Linked DNA regions of Astyanax mexicanus: region 2 is linked to region 1. A link is a contact called in public Hi-C data. All regions are on one chromosome and are shown on one strand. The core of a region is the stretch at or near the end of the contact, and the rest is flanking DNA. Distances in the headings are between cores, read along the strand shown. Region 1 holds the start of LOC103045577 (teashirt homolog 1). Region 2 has its middle 15 kb from the start of LOC103023088.

Region 1 (6,032 bases), core at 1,639-4,138:
TTTGCACATTTTATTCACAATTCACAATGACTGTGAATGATTATTTGCTGTATTTAACAAACTAGAGACAATAAACTTGTGCAAACTTTATAGCGCATTTTATACATTCTATTATACAATTCATCTGGAAAAAAAACAGGTTTGTGTAAATAAATTGGTTAATATTTACACCTATATCAGCACTAGATATAATAATCCTTCTATAGTAACTTACTATAGAAATCTAAATCTGTCCTACATTATATTATATTAAACCACAATACAGAGCAGTGTAATGTCCTATAGGAATCTACAACAATGGTTCTCAAACTGGGGGCCGCAGTGAAGTGCTAGGGGTGCCACAGAAAGATATAAGGGTTGAGGGGGCACAGTGGCATCTTCTGTTCGCAAAGAAGGCCTCCAAATAAAAAAAGATTCAGACCCACTGATCAATAGTAACCTATAATAACGATATAGTGCACTTAAGTAGACAATAATACTTAATATTACAATAATACAATACAATACTGGTGTAGTAAACTATAGTGATCTATATTACTGGTGCAGTACCCTGGAGTAAAATAGTTATTTATGCACTGGTGTCATTTGTAATACTATAAACTATAGTAATACAACACTGCCGTAGTGTGCTGTGATAAACACCTGTACAATTTTCCTAACTTTTTGCAATTTGCTTAATAGTAAATAATAATAATAATAATAATAATAATAATAATAATAATAATAATAATAATAATGATAATCTGTTGTTGAACTACAGTAGTCTATAATACAGGTGTAGTGTCATTCAGTAACGTAGACAATATATAGCATGTATTAAAGCATCATATAATATAATATTAACAGTTAAGTGTCCTGTTGTGGACTATTGTAACATAATACTGTTTCTGTGTAAGTGGTAGTAATGTATTGTACACACACAAACAGCAGTTCTATATTTGCTCTGTAAACTTTCTCTAGGTCTCTTCAGACTGGCTGTTCGAGTGGAGCACCTCCACGAAATAATCGATTATCAGAGCTCACCATTTCAAAAGAGCACCACATGGCACCACTGTTCAATCACAATTGATCATGTGCTGATGATGCTCTAATAACTGAGATCAAAGCTCTATTGGTTTGATTCCTTCATCACTCTGTAAAGGGCCTGCTGCTAAACTCTTCATGCTCTTCAAAATATATTCATATATTATTTTTATGCTTAAATGCATTTTAACCCACGCAGAGTGACCAAATTATTAAAATGCTCCAGAGTGTGTAAATGTGTGTGTGAAGCAGCTGTGGAGCTCCAGAGTGTGGAGGATGTGGAGCTTCAGTGTGTGTAAATGTTTGTTTGAAGAGGCTGTGGAGCCCCAGAGTGTGTAACTGTGTGTGTTTGATGAGGCTGTGGAGCTCCAGAGTGTGTAAATGTGTGTGTTTGAAGAGGCGGTAGAGCTCCAATGTGTAACTATGTGTGTTTGATGAGGCTGTGGAGCTCCAGAGTGAGTAAATGTAAGTTTGAGGAGTCTGTGGAGCTCCAGAGTGAATAAATGTGTGTGTTTGAAGAGTCTATGGAGCTCCAGAGTGGATAAATGTGTGTGTTTAAGGAGTCTGTGGAGCTCCAGAGTGTGTAACTGTGAGTTTGAGGAGTCTGTGTAGCTCCAGTGTGTGTAAATGTGTGTTTGAGGAGTCTGTGGAGCTCCAATGTGTAACTATGTGTGTTTGATGAGGCTGTGGAGCTCCAGAGTGAGTAAATGTAAGTTTGAGGAGTCTGTGGAGCTCCAGAGTGAATAAATGTGTGTGTTTGAAGAGTCTATGGAGCTCCAGAGTGGATAAATGTGTGTGTTTAAGGAGTCTGTGGAGCTCCAGTGTGTAACTGTGAGTTTGAGGAGTCTGTGTAGCTCCAGGGTGTGTAAATGTGTGTTTGAGGAGTCTGTGGAGCTCCAGAGTGAATAAATGTGTGTTTGAGGAGTCTGTGGAGCTCCAGGGTGTGTAAATGTGAGTTTGAGGAGTCTGTGGAGCTGCTATGTGTAAATGTGTTTGAAGAGGCTGTGGAGCTCCAGGGTGTGTAAATGTGTGTTTGAAGAGGCTGTGGAGCTCCAGAGTGGATAAATGTGTGTGTTTGAGGAGGCTGAGTAGTTATTTCCAGAAGGCCGGCTGTACCTGCAGCTCTCCGCGGCTCCTGCTGCTTTCTCCTCGGCATGCTGCTCCTCCTACTCAGCGGCGGAAACACGGCTCCTCTATCCCGCACACGGAGCTCCTGGGGCGGCCAGCAGCGGCTCGGTGTGTCCGGCACTGTCCCGAGCTTCACTGCTCATCCAAACTCGACTTTTTAGCACCTAAAACCACGTAAGACCATCTCGGGGATTGATACAGAAAATGCTAAATAAAATATAAGTGGATCAAGACTGTAGCAGGTCCATAATTCCCACGGTGTGAGAATACTCAAAACAAACCAGGCGACACGAACATAAAGACGTCCCAAAACTCGAAAAATCAACTTCACAGTTATTGCCGTAGTTGATTTCTATGGTGAAAAATGTTTTAAACCAGAAGAGACAACGCTGGATCTGCTGGATGAGCTGTAAAACAGATTTGACCCAGAGTTGGTCGGCGAGCTGCTGCAGGCTCTCTGCCCGGGTCTCGGGTAGGAAAGCTCGGTTAGGCTCCGGACAGCGCTCCGGGGGGGTGGCGGTGTGGCGTGTCGGCTCTGCTAAAGCGGGCTAGCTCCGCTTCCACCTACATTCCCAGACTTGTCCCCCGAGTCTCGGAGTCCTGAGGGCGGGGCGTGATTTAGTGTTTTATAAAATAAAAGCCACTCTGACATCCAGGCTGGACCGATCGCTCCGCTATAAACTCCTGTGTTTGGCTCTCAGCGCAGCAGCGCCGTTACGGGTCCCTGATCTCACCCGTATTCCGCCCGCATCTCCACCCGTATTCCGGCAGCTCCCACTCCCTCTGCGACAGGATTGGCTAGTAGTTCACACTCATAGGCAGTCCGCCGATGAACTACTAGCCAATCCCAGCGCAGATGGGAGGACTCTACCGGCGAATCAGCACCGCAGGGAGGCGGGGCTTTAGTTTAGACCCTCTCTACAGATAAGTGAACGCATCGAGTGACCTGTGAGGACACTTTTAAAGACAAAAGCTTTAAATCGTGACTTAAATCAATGTATACACAATACAGGAACAAATAGACGATTTCCTTGCTTTTATACAGGGTTCGTACGGCCATGAAAAACTTTGGAAAATTTTGAAAATAGCAATTTCTAGACAAGAAATTCTGGACAAGTTTTGAAAAAAAAAAAAATACCCAGAAGGTTTTGGAGAAGTCATGGAAATTAGGTCTAGAAATCTTTGTGTTCCCGTTTACTGATGGAGAAAATCTATTTTGAGCTAACAAATACATCAGCTCAGAGTTAATTCAGTAATTTAGCCCTACAGAATAGAATATTTTATTAAATATTGTGTCAGCAGTTTTATAAAATTAATTTTAAGCCTTTTAAAAAACATACGGTCATGAAAAATTGCCTTAAGGACATAATAATGAAATAATAAATGTAAGAATGTAATGCAAACTTTCCCAACACGATAGTTGGAACAGGTAATGGTAATGGGGCTGATACAAGAGCTACTGCGAACATGTAGATATTGGAAGGGAAAAACTCAGTCTTCATCTGCTCATTCAAGCATTGTTAATGCAAAGAAATACAGAATCAGTACAGAAGAGAGTTAGCGAGTAAAAAGAGCATAACAGAATTATCACTAAAATCACCAAAATTATTTCAATTTGAAGAGAGACAAATTATCATACAACCTCACTGCACCCTGCACTTTATTTTACACTGTACCTACCGGGCTGTCCCAGACTGTACTTATCCCACACAACTCATTCTGTACCTGCACTTTACTTACAGCTATTCTGTCACTTATTGGACTATTTCCTCACTTTTACACACACATACTCTAGACATCTGCATATCTATATAGCACAGTATATTTATATATTCAATGTAAGTTTATTGTGTTATTGTGTGTATTGCCTTTATTATGTATACTGTAAAGTTACCTGTATATTCTATTTTATTTTACTATTCTACTTGTAAATATTGTTCTCTGCACACTAGTGGGAACCTGCACCCAAGTTTTTCACTCACCTACACCTGTACTCTCTTAAATCTTGAGGAATTAAGTACTTTTTAGCATGCTCTGTGTAATTAGACATGCTCATCAAAAACGTACAGACTGTGCAGACACATGAAAAACATAATAACTATCAATATTTACTGTTACATTTGCTGGACAGGCTGCAGTATAGTGTGTGTAACTGCAGCTGGCACTGTGTGTGTTTGGGAGGGCTCTGCTGCTGCTGTGGTAAAACAGGGTAAGGGTTATCAGCAGAGCTGCTGGGTGACCCTGAACTTCAGCACAGTTTATCGTGGTTATTATCAGCTATGTACCTATGAAGTTCCTGAACGCAGGCATGTCCCGGTTCCTGCTGCGACTCCTGGCCGCTCACACTGCCCGCAGCGAGGCGAGTCTGCCCCGGGTTCACTCCGTCCCGAGCCGCTCCATCATCGACCTGTCCTACTCCACTCACTTCATGGACTTTAAAGGCTCATCTATCCCGAGCTCCATGAAGAAGCTGGTGGTAACCAAACTGAGCCAGAACTTTAAGGAGGCCGTTTCTCTACAAACAGCTCCGGTACCGACACCTGGGGACGGGGAGCTGCTCGTCCGAAACCGGTGAGCCAGGGGCGGCATAGCACAGCGCGCAGAGTCGGTGTAGCATAGCACAATTAAACAAGCTGTTATTTGGGATTTGGGAGGATAAAAACACACAGAAGCAGTGGAATATAGTAAAGGGGACTTGGGTAACACGTTATAAATAAGGGATATTTTGTATTTTTTGTGTAAAACGCCCTGTTTCGCTGTGTTTTTATTATTTTATGGGAAGGGGAAGTTAGCTAGCTAACCAGCTTAGCACCTTCTCAGTACTTCCCATAGACTCTTATCGCCGAGGCTAACTCCCGCCCCACTGCGCTGCTGATTGGTTGGTCATAGTTTCTTCGCTCTGTGATTGGTTGGTAGTTTACTTTAACAAGAAAGCAGACCTTTCTGTCAGTCAGGCCTGAATACAGATAGAAACATTTTTAGCAAACTATTAAAATGATTACTAAAACCAAATTTCTGCCTTTTTTTAAATTATTGCAAGTAAAATCCATAGACAAGGAAAGTGGCTAAGATAGGTCAGTGTCAGTGTCAACGTTCTAACCATTATAGGCTATTTGCAAAAATAGAAAACTGAATGTAAAAACTTATTGTCTTTATAAAGAGAAATGTACAAGAAATAAAATTTCAACGGTTTTACTTTTTCATTTCTTCCCCTTACAGTCGGAATTTCAGGAAAATTAAAACATGAATCTTTTCTCTATTTTCAGATTTTTCCATTTTGCAAGTTGGTTTAACTATCAGATTTGTGTTACAAGAAACACAAATGGACAAACCTAAAAATCTAGAGAAGATTCACCTTTTCATTTTTTTTTTTATATTTTTGAGAAAAATATAAAAATATAAAAATATACCCAATTTTCTGTTTTCGAATGTAGCTTGATTACATCAGAAAATTAACTGCTAAGCGTTACACTGACCGAATATTACAGATTGGAAACAAACAAACAAAAAAAAAAAAACAGGCATAGCAAATGATACATTATTTTACCAAACAAATTAATTAATAAAAAAAATGTTAATTGGATGAATAAGTCTTATAAAAGTATTAATCAAGATATTATTTATTAACATAAAAAAAACGACAGAACTCGACATTTATAAAAGGAAATTAATGTAGATAATTTTTTTCTGTAAAAATGTGCAAATAGGAGACAGATAATATTATTATTATTATTAATATTATTCATATTAATAAGTTTCACCCTGGAAATTATTTATCACAATAATTTTCAGAGGCTATATATTGTCCACAAAAACTATTATTATGACAGGCCTAATAGCAATGTGAGTGATTGACGTGTGATAAATCTTTCAATCAAGTG
Region 2 (6,032 bases), core at 1,210-3,709, 99 kb before region 1:
GCTGAACTGCTTGACTTTTTGCACCAGGAGTGGCATAAAGTTATCCAAAAGCATTGTGTAAGACTTGTGGAGCAGAACATGCCAAGATGCATGAAAACTGTGATTAAAAAACAGGGTTATTCCACCAAATATTGATTTTGAACTCCTAAAACTATGAATATGAACTTGTTTTCTTTGCATTATTTGAGGTCTTAAAGCTCTGCATCTTTTTTGTTATTTCAGCCATTTCTAATTTTCTGCAAATAAATGCTCTAAATTACAATATTTCTATGTGGAATTTGGGAGAAATGTTGTCTGTAGTTTATAGAATAAAACAACAATGTTCATTTTACTCAAACATAAACCTATAAATAGCAAAATCAGAGAAACTGATTCAGAAACTGAAGTGGTCTCTTAATTTTTTCCAGAGCTGTATATAAATGAAAAAAATATATATATATTTTTTTAATTATAGAATAATATTCATTTTATAAAGGCATTATTACTGTTTGTCTGTGACTGCAGCTGCAGACTGACTGTGCAGACAGCTGCACTCAGGGTCCTTGGGGGCTAATTGGGTAATGATGTGTTAAAGTGTGTGTGTGTGTGTGTGTGTGTGTGTGTGTGTGTTTGGTGTGTGTGTGTGTTTGGTGTGTGTGTGATGTGAGGTTTGATTGACAGGTCTCTGCCAGCAACATGACACTCGACAGGAGAGTGTGTGAGGCCTGCGGGTGGAGCAGCTGACACACTCTAACTCACTGTCACTCACATACACACACTCCAGCTGTCTGTCACTGATACGGTGTGTGTGTGTGTGTGTGTGTGTGTGTGTGTGTGTGTGTGTGTGTGTGTGTGATAAACACTGCTCTGAGCATCCTCACATAGAATAGCTGATTAAAGCGATACTTCAGCTGCAAGTTATATTCAGTCTGAGGGATGTTCAACACTAAAGCCATGATGCTAATGTCGCTAACAAAGAACGAAAGCTTATACCCACCAATTAGCACTGGAGAAGCTGCAGGTTAACAAAGCTAGATGGAGGGATGAACTGTACAAATTGTTGCAAAACTAAACAACTTTTTTATTCTAAACATTTGTATAGAATTAGATGTAGACATGATTTCCAAATAATTTTTATCAGTGACAAGAGGCTGCTTCATTAAACACTGTATATTTATGTCAGAGGCTACGATTGGGTAGTTTTCCTCCTGGCGAAAGATTACTGACTGCCTCTACAATGCAGTTGAAGACATTTTAACTTCTAACTGGCATTTTTCAGCAAGATAAATCTCACCCACACACAACAAGAGCTTCTCAAGTATGACACCGTGTGTCAGGATTACATATTTATCCCTATTTAAACATTTGAACACAGCAAAATATGAGTACAGAGCAGGATCTACAGACCCAGCTGCAACATATGTGGCTAAATGTGCTGCAGGATGCTATACACATCCTGTATACCTCCATATCCAATCATATCTCACAATATATCCAGACAAAAGGAGAGCAATAGGGCACTAGAGCCTTCTTTCAGTTGTATGGTTTTCCTCAATAAACTATTTTTTGTATTTTTGTATAAGGTGCACTTAAAAGCCCTTAGTTTTTTCAAAAATCGACAGTGTGCATTTATAATCCAGTGCGCCTAATTTATGATTTCTACCAGTCAGGTATTTAAGAGCAGTAAAGTCACTCCACTGAAGTACAGCGTTAAACAGGAGTTTCTCCAGCACAGAAGCTGGTATTAGCATTAGCCGTTAACCACAGCGCTAGCTCTTTTGCGTGTTTACAGTGTTAAAACAAGCTATGTGGGACGAACCGCTAGCTGATAGAGCTCTGGGTTACCAGAACACTCAGGGTTCCTCAGTGTAGCGCTGTCGGGCAGCATTTACTAGCGCTAAGCCCTGCTAACCGTGACTAGCGCTGCTGCAAATCGTCCAGTTGAAAATATTGGAAATCTAAGCTTACTGTAAATAAACAGAAGCACTTTACTCACCCAAATAAACAGTTTTCAGGCGAGAAATCTGTGTAGATTATTGTGCGACACCCTTGTTACTTACTTGTGTCGCTTAAAATGCTCCTTATGAAAATACACTAGAAAATAGAGGTTGATTGATAGTGCGCCTTATAATACAGTTATAGTTCTAAAATACTGTGATAATATTTTATATTTAAGCACACATTACACACATCTTACACTATGAATTGTTTTTTGTGTGTGTGTGTGTGTGTGTGTGTGTGTGTGTGTGTAGGCCAGCAACGTCACTCTGCAATCGAAGAAAAGGCCAAACATATTTACACACCTCAGCTGTCTGGGACTCGGTACAGCCCCGTCCTCTGGAATTTGCAAATATGTAACTGTTTGAATATGCAAATATGTAAATATGTAAATATGGCACTAATCAAAAGGCTGTGGAGCTGTGAAATGCCACAGAAAGGTCATGACCCTGAGCCTCGGGTAATCACAGACGCTGGAGTGACGGGTTCCAGCAGCTGACCTCCGGGGGGCGCTCTGACCGTAATTAGCAGGAAACAGATAGACGTACATTTCTGCCCCATACATGACTATTTCAGGATTTTTACATTTTTTTTTTTATATTTAGGATCATTTAACAAACCTAAAATAACGTAATGTAGATCTTATGAATAGAAAAATGCATCTTTCAAATATTAGTTTCACAGCAATGTCTTAAAATGTCTCAAATAATTTTGGGCATTTATTTGCAGAAAATGAGAAATGGCTGAAATAACAAAAAAGATGCAGAGCTTTCAGACCTCAAAAAATGTAAAGGTGGAATAATCCTGTTCATGCATCTTGGAATGTCCTCCTCCACCAGTCTTACACACTGCTTTTGGATGACTTTATGCTACTCCTGGTGCAAAAATTCAAGCAATTTGTCCATTTGATTATATACACAGTATTTCTGTAAATGCACACACACACACACACACACACACACACACACATAGAGACACACACACACACACACACACACACTGCTCTGTACCAGCAGGGCAGTCAGTGTATCCAAAAACTGTCAGCTTTCGGTTCATATTCACTGATTCACACTAATGAACACTGATAAACTGATTATATTTAACATTACTAAGACCCCCCACCAGCCCCCACACCGCTTACAGCTGTAATTTAATTCAAAATTTGTCTCTGGCTTCAGCTCACTCTCCCCCAGCCTGGAGGGGAAGCAGTGATGGCATTAAACAGACACTTACTGACCAAGACATTGACACGGTTCAAAGAGACACTTCATTATTATACAACACACCCTGCTCACAAGTCAATTACCATCAACAGTTATTTTCACTGCGTCTCCCGGAAAACAGCACTTACTGTACATACTCACAATCCAGGCAGATTTTAATATTATATGAAAATTATACATATATATACACACATACATACAAACCTGACTGATTGGGTGCAAGCAGTGTGACAACATCACCATGCATTATTATAATAATTGCAACAATAGGCATAGAAAAAACGTTCTTTCATACTGAGTGCTTTCAGTGATAACCATATTTTTCACACTATATGGCGCACCAGATTATACGTCGCACTATCAATAAACGCCTATTTTCTGGTCTGTTTTCATACATAAGGCGCACTGGATTATAAAGTGCACCCCTGGGTGGCGAGACCTGTAAAGCTTAGCTAAGTTAAGTTAACAAAACTGTATATATAAAAAAAACATTTCAGACGAGTCAGACAAGACAAACAAGTGCTGGATGTTAATCTACACAGATTTATCTCCTAAAAACTGTTTATTTGGGTGAGTAAAGCACTTTTGTTTATTTACAGTAAGCTTAGATTTACAGATTTCAACTAAAGCTATAGCATTAGCATTAGCAGCTAACCGCTAGTGGTTGCAGCTAATGTCACTTGATAGAACTACACTGAGGAACCCTGAGTGTTCTGGTAAGCCAGGGTGATATTAGCTAGCAGTTCATTAAATGTAGCTTGTTTTAACACGGTAAACATGCAGACTACAGTCTGATATACTCTGATATACTCATCTCTGAAAGATAATGCTGCTCCTGCAGTGCTATCCGGGGTTAGCAGCAGGCTACAGGCTGATTAAACTCACCTCTGAATGGTCAAAGAGCTAGTGGTTAGCACGGTTAGTGGCTAATGCTAATACTACTGGAGAACTAAACTGAAGCTCCTGTATAATGCTGTACTTTAGCGGAGTGGCTTTACTGCTCCTTACAACCTGACTGGTAAAATTAATACATAGGGTGTACCAAATTATATGGCGCACTGATGAGGATTTTAAGTGCACCTTATATTGAAAAAAATATGGTATGTTATTATTAATGATAACTTACTACACAGTTCACACACAGCAGATACAGATTAGGCATCCTTTTTAACAGGCTGGACAGTTCCTCAGTTCCTCTGGGATAAAATAAACAGGCTGAACTGACAGTGAAGAACACAGCCTGGAGATGAGCCAGTGTGCTCCCGGAGATGACCTTTTCCCAGCGCCAGTGACCAGATTCCTACAGACAGGCAATGAGCTCATGTTCTGTTTATCCTGTCCTCCGGAGCAGAGTGTGGCTTCTCTGTTACGGAGGTCCATCACCTTTAACCCAGTACACCTGCCCTCTCCATCAGTCAGCATTAGTTTACTGGTTGAACATTTAAATAATGAAATATTGTAAATTATTGTTTAGGTTAATTTAATACATTGACAATACATTTACTTTTAAAACAATATGGATTACTAAAATTATTTATACTTGCTTAAAGCCAGATTAATAAAAGAGAGATAGAGAGAGAGATAATTTTTAAGGCATTTTTATTACTTTCTGCAAAATCAAAAGTTTATATACTCTAAGATTACTATTTTCATGTTCTCGTCCTGTTCTGTGTGTTTTTCATGCCCTGTTGTTTGTTTATATACCTTCCTTAGCACATGGCCCTGTCTGTGTTCTCCATGGCTGCATCCAGAAACCCCAAAAGTGTCTCCTTTTTCCTACCGATCCTCCTCCTCTCCTCCGTGACCCGGAAACTGATTTCATGACGCCATCTTGCCACCTGTCCGAATACCGTAGGAGACGAAAGAAGCCGCTTAAAATCCACCTGTAGTAGGCTTCCAACGGAGGTTACATCAGTGTATCCTACTCCGGAAGACTTTTAAGGATTTTCCAATGACATCACTGCATCCACGCCCACAGAGCACACGAAAATGGGGAAGGCAACGCCCAAATATACGTCATAAACATATTAATTAACTAGGTTCCTTATCTAATTAAACAGCCAGTAAAGCAGTAATATAATTTATAGTTTAGATAAACTGTATGCTCAGTAAAACTATATTTATGACCCTATGTGTATCATGTTATACATATAAAAACATATATTATTTATAATATATATATATATAATTTTAATTAATTCATTTATTTACTTATTTATTTTAACTTAGGGACTGATGAGGAACTGAATCCCTCATAAGGCTGAGGTCAGACAGGGCTGCCAGAGTCACTGGTCAGAGATGCGGCCAAAAATGCGTCTGGGAGTAAACAGGATTTTATTGGAATATCTGAATTTTTAGCTGTGTGTGATAGTAATGTTCTGAAACGTGCTGAAAGTGAGCGTTGTGATTGGCTCAGTTCAACGGTAGTCAACATCCTATCTAAAAGGGATCAGCTGTCCCATTTCCCCAATTACAGCTCCTTCCCTCCATTCCTCCTCCTCCTCTCCTCTCCTCAATTCCTCCACCTTCTTCCGGGGTAGGAGAGGAGGAGTAGGAAAGGAGGAGTAGGAGAGGAGGAGTAGCAAAAGTTTCTGGACGCAGCCCTAGTCTCTACCCATGGCTTCAGTGCTCCCACTTGTGTCCATTTGTAGCTCCGCCCCCTTATTACCTATCCCCAGGTGTTTCCTGTTTCCCGTTTCCTCCGTGTGTATTTAAGCCCCTGTGTTTTTAGTGTTAGTTGCCTGGTCCTTGTGTGTGTTTTATATCTATTAGGTTTTAGGTCTTTGTGTATTCTGTGTTTATTCTGGTGTCCCTGTCTATTTATTTATCCAG

The links. Hi-C and Micro-C count contacts between places; a contact is called where the count stands out from the background.
Region 2: a contact with region 1 is called in a Hi-C map of muscle, with 15 times the contacts expected there. The contact joins the enhancer-like site here to the promoter of LOC103045577 in region 1. A contact is called at or near these places in 2 of 3 Hi-C or Micro-C datasets (both in muscle).

The regions. Positions count from the first base shown.
Region 1 is chr4:30,962,352-30,968,383 of AstMex3_surface, reverse strand. LOC103045577 (teashirt homolog 1) reads right to left here and starts at 2,888. Exons shown (of 2, transcript XM_015600856.3): 1 at 2,140-2,888. The coding sequence starts at 2,179. LOC103045873 (prostaglandin reductase-3) reads left to right here and starts at 4,299. Exons shown (of 2, transcript XM_007231653.3): 1 at 4,299-4,722. The coding sequence starts at 4,439.
Region 2 is chr4:31,060,543-31,066,574 of AstMex3_surface, reverse strand. No RefSeq gene overlaps it. Among protein-coding and RNA genes, the nearest start is that of LOC103023088, 15 kb to the left of the region's middle. Within about 2 kb of position 2,459, the one cell type or tissue checked has an H3K27ac peak away from gene starts, as active enhancers do.